2 separate regions of the Mus musculus genome follow, and region 1 is linked to region 2. The links are chromatin contacts, called in public Hi-C maps. All regions are on one chromosome and are shown on one strand. The core of a region is the stretch at or near the end of the contact, and the rest is flanking DNA. Distances in the headings are between cores, read along the strand shown.

What was found. Hi-C and Micro-C count contacts between places; a contact is called where the count stands out from the background.
Region 1: a Hi-C map of adipose-derived mesenchymal stem cells shows a contact between it and region 2, with 2.6 times the contacts expected there. The contact joins the promoter of Pi15 here to the enhancer-like site in region 2. A contact is called at or near these places in 1 of 39 promoter capture datasets (macrophages), 4 of 484 Hi-C or Micro-C datasets (adipose-derived mesenchymal stem cells, macrophages and uterus) and 1 of 115 datasets of contacts at active chromatin or transcription factors (the NIH/3T3 cell line).

What each region holds. Positions count from the first base shown.
Region 1 is chr1:17,600,474-17,603,173 of GRCm38.p6, forward strand. Pi15 (peptidase inhibitor 15) reads left to right here and starts at 1,428. Exons shown (of 6, transcript NM_053191.2): 1 at 1,428-1,569; 2 at 2,104-2,411. The coding sequence starts at 2,106.
Region 2 is chr1:17,488,300-17,490,999 of GRCm38.p6, forward strand. No RefSeq gene overlaps it. Among named protein-coding and RNA genes, the nearest start is that of Pi15, 110 kb to the right of the region's middle. Within about 2 kb of position 1,387, at least 51 of the 459 cell types and tissues checked have an H3K27ac peak or open chromatin away from gene starts, as enhancers often do. A contact at or near this core is called in the NIH/3T3 cell line, adipose-derived mesenchymal stem cells and uterus, where this site is marked.

The DNA.
Region 1 (2,700 bases), core at 178-2,677, 110 kb after region 2:
TCTAAAGTGACTTCACTTTAGTTAAGACTTCAACCCTCATCAAAGCCTGAAAGCTTGCTGCCTCATCACAGCTCACTCAGAGGCACTTCTGACTCAGATTCTTAACTGCCTTCTTCAGAAATCTATTTAAGGCTCCCTCTCCAAAGGGTGCATATCTTTTCTCTATCATTTTAAAATTTACTCACAAAGAGTTAAAGGCAGGCATTGGGTCACACAGATTGAGAGTGATCTGAGTGGGAGCAAATCCTAGGAGACCTGGATTCCAGTCCAGTCTGCCACATACTCATTGGTTTGATGGCTGTGAATTCACATGATGCTCACCCTGCAAAAACATGCTGACGACAGTTCCATCAGTAGGCTGAGCAAATATGTTTGTGTTTTTCTGAATACCTGTTCTGACTGGTTGTAAATGGTCCAGATTTTGTTAGTGAGAAAATGGCACATAACATTTCAGGGGATCTTTTCATTACAGATTACAATAGTATTATTTGCATTCTTTCTCTGCCTTTGCCAGATGTGGATTTTGCTTCAGTGGCATCTTCTCAGTAAGTCCTTTTTGGCTGCTGCTGCTGCTGTATGATTCTTCATGGTCTCCATTGTACTATATAATGATATGATGGGGAAGCTCAATTTTTCCTTGCTTGAAATTTCAGGTATATGTTACTAAGCCTGGAACAGATGTTATCTTGGCTTCTGTCATTTGCTGTGAGTTTTATTTCACATTTTACACAAGGCAGATAGAAAGCAGGTAATTAGCTAACTGTACTGTTTTGGAGAAAGAAAAAAAGGAGTGAAGATGGAATGAGAAGAGATAAATATATAAATTGCAGGAATAAAACCACATGGAGACGGACAGCACAGCCACTAGAGCATGTATTATCCTAACATCATAAGCTATAGTTTGGTTACTACTGACTTGCCTGGAATCCTCGTGAATAATATTTGTGGCCACCCAGACTAACTGTGTGAGTCGATCTCTTGATTTAATATCAGCATGATTTTTTAGCTCCTATGTCATTTGCTGGCATCTAAACAGAAAATGTACTGCTTGTTACTCAGGCATCTGTGTTTTCAAGAACCCACAGTCTTTTAATTCCTCCCCCCCCCCCTTCTTCCTTTCCCTTGTCTTTTTGGTATGGGAGCCAGGAGCTAGAGCATACTAAGAAAGAAAAATTAACCACTCACTGAAAAGGTAGAAAAGGGGGGTGTCTCATGATTTGTGCTTTGTAAGCTGTGGGTGTGACTCAATTTCCTCACTGCCACATAAAAAGGTTGCCACCCAATCTCTGTTGTTGGTTGTTTTTTTTTTTTTTTCTTTTCTGTCCCAAGCCCCTCCCCTTGGATTTTGGCTGAGAGACCCTAAGAGAGCCTGCCCTTTCTGGACTTTGCAAACTGACATATAAAAGCTGTTAGCTGTTTCTGTAGCCAGCAGCATTCAAATCTTGCAGACTCTTGCACTCTGAGAGCTTGTAATAAGACATACTCCTCTTACAAGAGTTGATGCTACAACATAACAAAGAAACTTACGTTGTTGGAGGAGCAGTGTATTCATTTTGGCATTGTGCAGAGGTAAGCTACTTGGATTAACTAGATTTTATTGCATGAATTATCTTAAAGCAGTTTACATCATTTTCCCCCTTAGCAGTGAGACTGGGTTTCTGTACTACCCTATGTCACTCGGTATGCAGAATGTCTGGGACAAATTATCAGCACATTTGCTGTGGCTACCTATATTTGTCTTCTTCATTCTCAGGGTCAGCTTGGGTTGCTAAAGATTCCTGGCTGGAAACAGGCATTGTAGTAATGTGTCTTGCAGTTCAAGCATTTGGGCAAAGTATTCCCATTCATTTTAAACGGAATGTTCATGGTTTCTTTCTTTAACTCTAGAAAGTTCCTTTTAAGAGGTATGACGCATAGCATACCCAAATGAAATTACATTAGATTCAGGCAACAATTTTGAGGATTTTGGGAGAATGTCCATCCACACAATTCTCCCTAGAGATGACAATGTAAATTCATACCCTATTGCTCTTTTCTGATTGCTTGTTTGTTGTTTGATTGATTTTGTAAAGGCTCTAACTCTACACTGTTTTTGCTTCAAAGCAATGCAAAGCTGGAGGACTTCTCCATCCCTGAAAATGATAATGAACTCTGCAGTCAGCCTTGTGATTCTTTTGTCCCTTCTCTGTGAAGCACATACTGTCGTTTTACTAAATCCCACTGACTCATCTCTGCCAGCCAATAACTTCACTGATACTGAAGCCGCCCTCAGCACACCACTAGAGTCTGCGGATATCCCCAAAGCCAGGCGGAAGCGTTACATTTCTCAGAATGACATGATCGCCATTCTCGATTATCATAATCAAGTCCGGGGCAAAGTGTTCCCACCAGCAGCAAACATGGAATATATGGTAAGAGGAATTTGTCCTTTCTTGAGAAAGCTTTCCTTTGTGTGTTAAAAAGATCTAAATGGACCACAGTGCATGTTTGCCAAGGGATACAGTATACATGTTTGAACAACCTATGAATGTTTTTTAATGTATCTTCTAATGTTAAATTGTGTTCTTTTACGGATTAATGTATGTGAGACAGACAGGACAGGTGGATCTATATAGATTTTCTTCTGTGAGTTCCATAACCACATGAGACACATTTTCTATAAGGAGGAAAACAATTGGGTATACTGACTGCCCACATTTG
Region 2 (2,700 bases), core at 137-2,636:
CCACTGGATACCTATAGAGTATGCCAGATCTCAGAGAAGATTCAACAGAGTATAAAACTTTAGAACACAGATGAAGCCATATTTATTTCCCCATCTCATTTTAATGCCTTCTTTCCCATGTGTATGTGTTCATATCTTACATAAATTGCTTTGGGACAAAAAGTATTAACCTGAATATTTTGGTCAGGTGCTAGTACAGCAAAGATAACTATGGAGTCATCTGCATCTTTATTTGAATCACATTTTTCTTTTACTGTTTAAGCTCAGATCAGTTAATTGCTCAACATATGCTCTTATCTTCAACCATCCAAATACTACCAATGCTGCTGCTTGTACTGATGAAACAGTATGTATTACTTATTAAAAATGTAAAATGATAAATAATTGGTTCTTGGCCACTGTAATGCACAGTACATGATAAATATTTATATTTGTTTTTCTGCCACCTTTTTTGGCTATCTATTGGGGATCAGGCTCAGTTCTAAGGTTGACTGTGTTGGATAGTTTTATATCAACTTGACACATGCTAGAGTCATTAGACAGGAGGGAACACTAGCTGAAGAAATGTCTCTACAAGATCCAGCAGCTTGTTTCTTAATTAGCAATGCAGAAGAGCTCCACCTATTATGCACATGGTCACTCTTGGGCTGATAGTCCTGACCACTATAAGACATCAGGCTGAGTAAGCCATGAAGAGAAACCAATAAGCAGCACTCCTTTGTAGCCTCTGCTTCCACTCCTCCCTCCAGGTTCCTTCCCTGTGTGAGAGTTCCTGCCGTGGGCTTCTTTGGCTGAGATTTAGGATGTGTAGGCAAAATAATCCTATCCTCTCCAAGTTGCTTTTGGTCATGGAGTGCCATCACAGCAATAGTAAGCCTATCTAAGACGATGGACATGTTTAGCAAAATGACTGTCCTTCAAATGTCTCTTACATGAGTCCCCATTTACTAGGGTTTTTAAACTGAAAGTGGTCTTAGGAAGTATCTATCCTCTATACCTCATGACAAATAAGGAAGAGAAGCCTAGCCAGTTCAAATGGTTTGGCTAAAGATCCTGTAGATGTCAGGTCATGTTCTCTGGCTTGCTGTGTCATGGCCCTTCCTTGTTGGTAATACATTGCTCATATCCTGCTGGGCTCAATAGTGTTGAAAAAGTGAAACATAAAAACATAAAAACTAGGCCTTTAGGCCCAGGCTTGAGAATGTGACCTTTGTGACTCAATGCTCCAGGGCATGCTAATCATAAAACAGATAGCTACATTCCTCCACCCACCTGCTTCCTGGGTTCAGGGAGTGTTTGTTCAAAAAGGACCACCCTGACCATTTATGGAACCTGCTATGCAAATGTGCTATTGTTAGGGACTCATAGAAACTGTGTTGAGAAATAACCCACACAATTACTGCCACATACACGTCAGTGAAGTCTGCTTGACAGGCTGAGAAGCCTGGGAGCACTCACGAGGCCAAGAGTTTCACGGAAACTCACCTCCTGGAGTTTTGGCGTCCTCATTAGCCCGTATACTCATACCCTATCCCTGCGTCAGTCTGGTGTATGGATCCACATGCTCTCTTTTAGTATTATCTTATTATAAGTGCCTTTTAAGATTGAATTCTTCCAAGGTTCCAGAAGCCTATGAGCTTAGAATCTGGTTGGAATGCAGTAAGGAAGTTACCTATTCAGTAACTAATTAAGCATTACAAAAGATGTAGCCAAAGCAGCTCAAAACTGGTCTGCAGAGTGTTTACCACATAAGAGCCAGGGAATCCCACTGAGCTAGAAATCTTCAGTACAGGCTACATTGCATATTAGAAGCAAGTTGGTGAATTCTTCTGACAAATGGAGATTCTCCACAGATACTTAAAAGTTACTAGAAATTATCAGGACCCAGGAAATAGGGGGGTTGTGGTATTGCAGTATTCATGAGAAGGTCTGCTAAGGTGGGTTTAACAATAGGTCTGGTGGTGGGTTTAACAATAGACTAGCTTTACACCTGGCTCCCTTATTAGTGGCAGCAGCCTGGTCCCTGCCTTCTTTTGATGTATACATTCCTTTTGTATTGTGTCACTGTGACTTGGTAGATTGTGTCTCGTCTGGTTTCTTGCTATTCTTCTGTATAGAAAGTTTGATGCTCGACCTGACAAAATACATTCAGATTCTACACAATCTCATGTGTTGGTCTGTCTGTCATTCACCGACTCTTTGCCCACCTGCAACCAGAGACCCGTTCCACACAGACAAGGGACCCAGAGGGTCTGTGGCAAATTACCAGGTATTCCTTGTGACTCTTGAGACTTTGCACTTCCCCGTGACTCTTAACCGGTATTTTTGGTATTTCCAACAACATCCTCCCCACTCCCTTGAGTTGTGGTTTCTTCCTTTAAATACCCCCTTACCCAGCTACTCAGGGCACCACGTCCTCTACCCCAGCGTATGACTGTCGACCCGAGAGCGCTTTTGAAATAAAAGTCCTCTTGCAGTTTGCATCAAGACCATTTCTCCTGAGTGATTTTGGGTGTTGCCTCTCCTGAGTCAGAACGTGGGGGAGTCCTCACATTGTGGGTCTTGCAGTGTTTGAACAACTGCAGAAAATGGCTACCTAAAATATAATGATGGCACTTTACAGAAAAAGATATTTTGTTTCATGAATTCATGAAAAACTATAACCTATTTATTGTGCTGACTTTAAACATAATGGTTTTG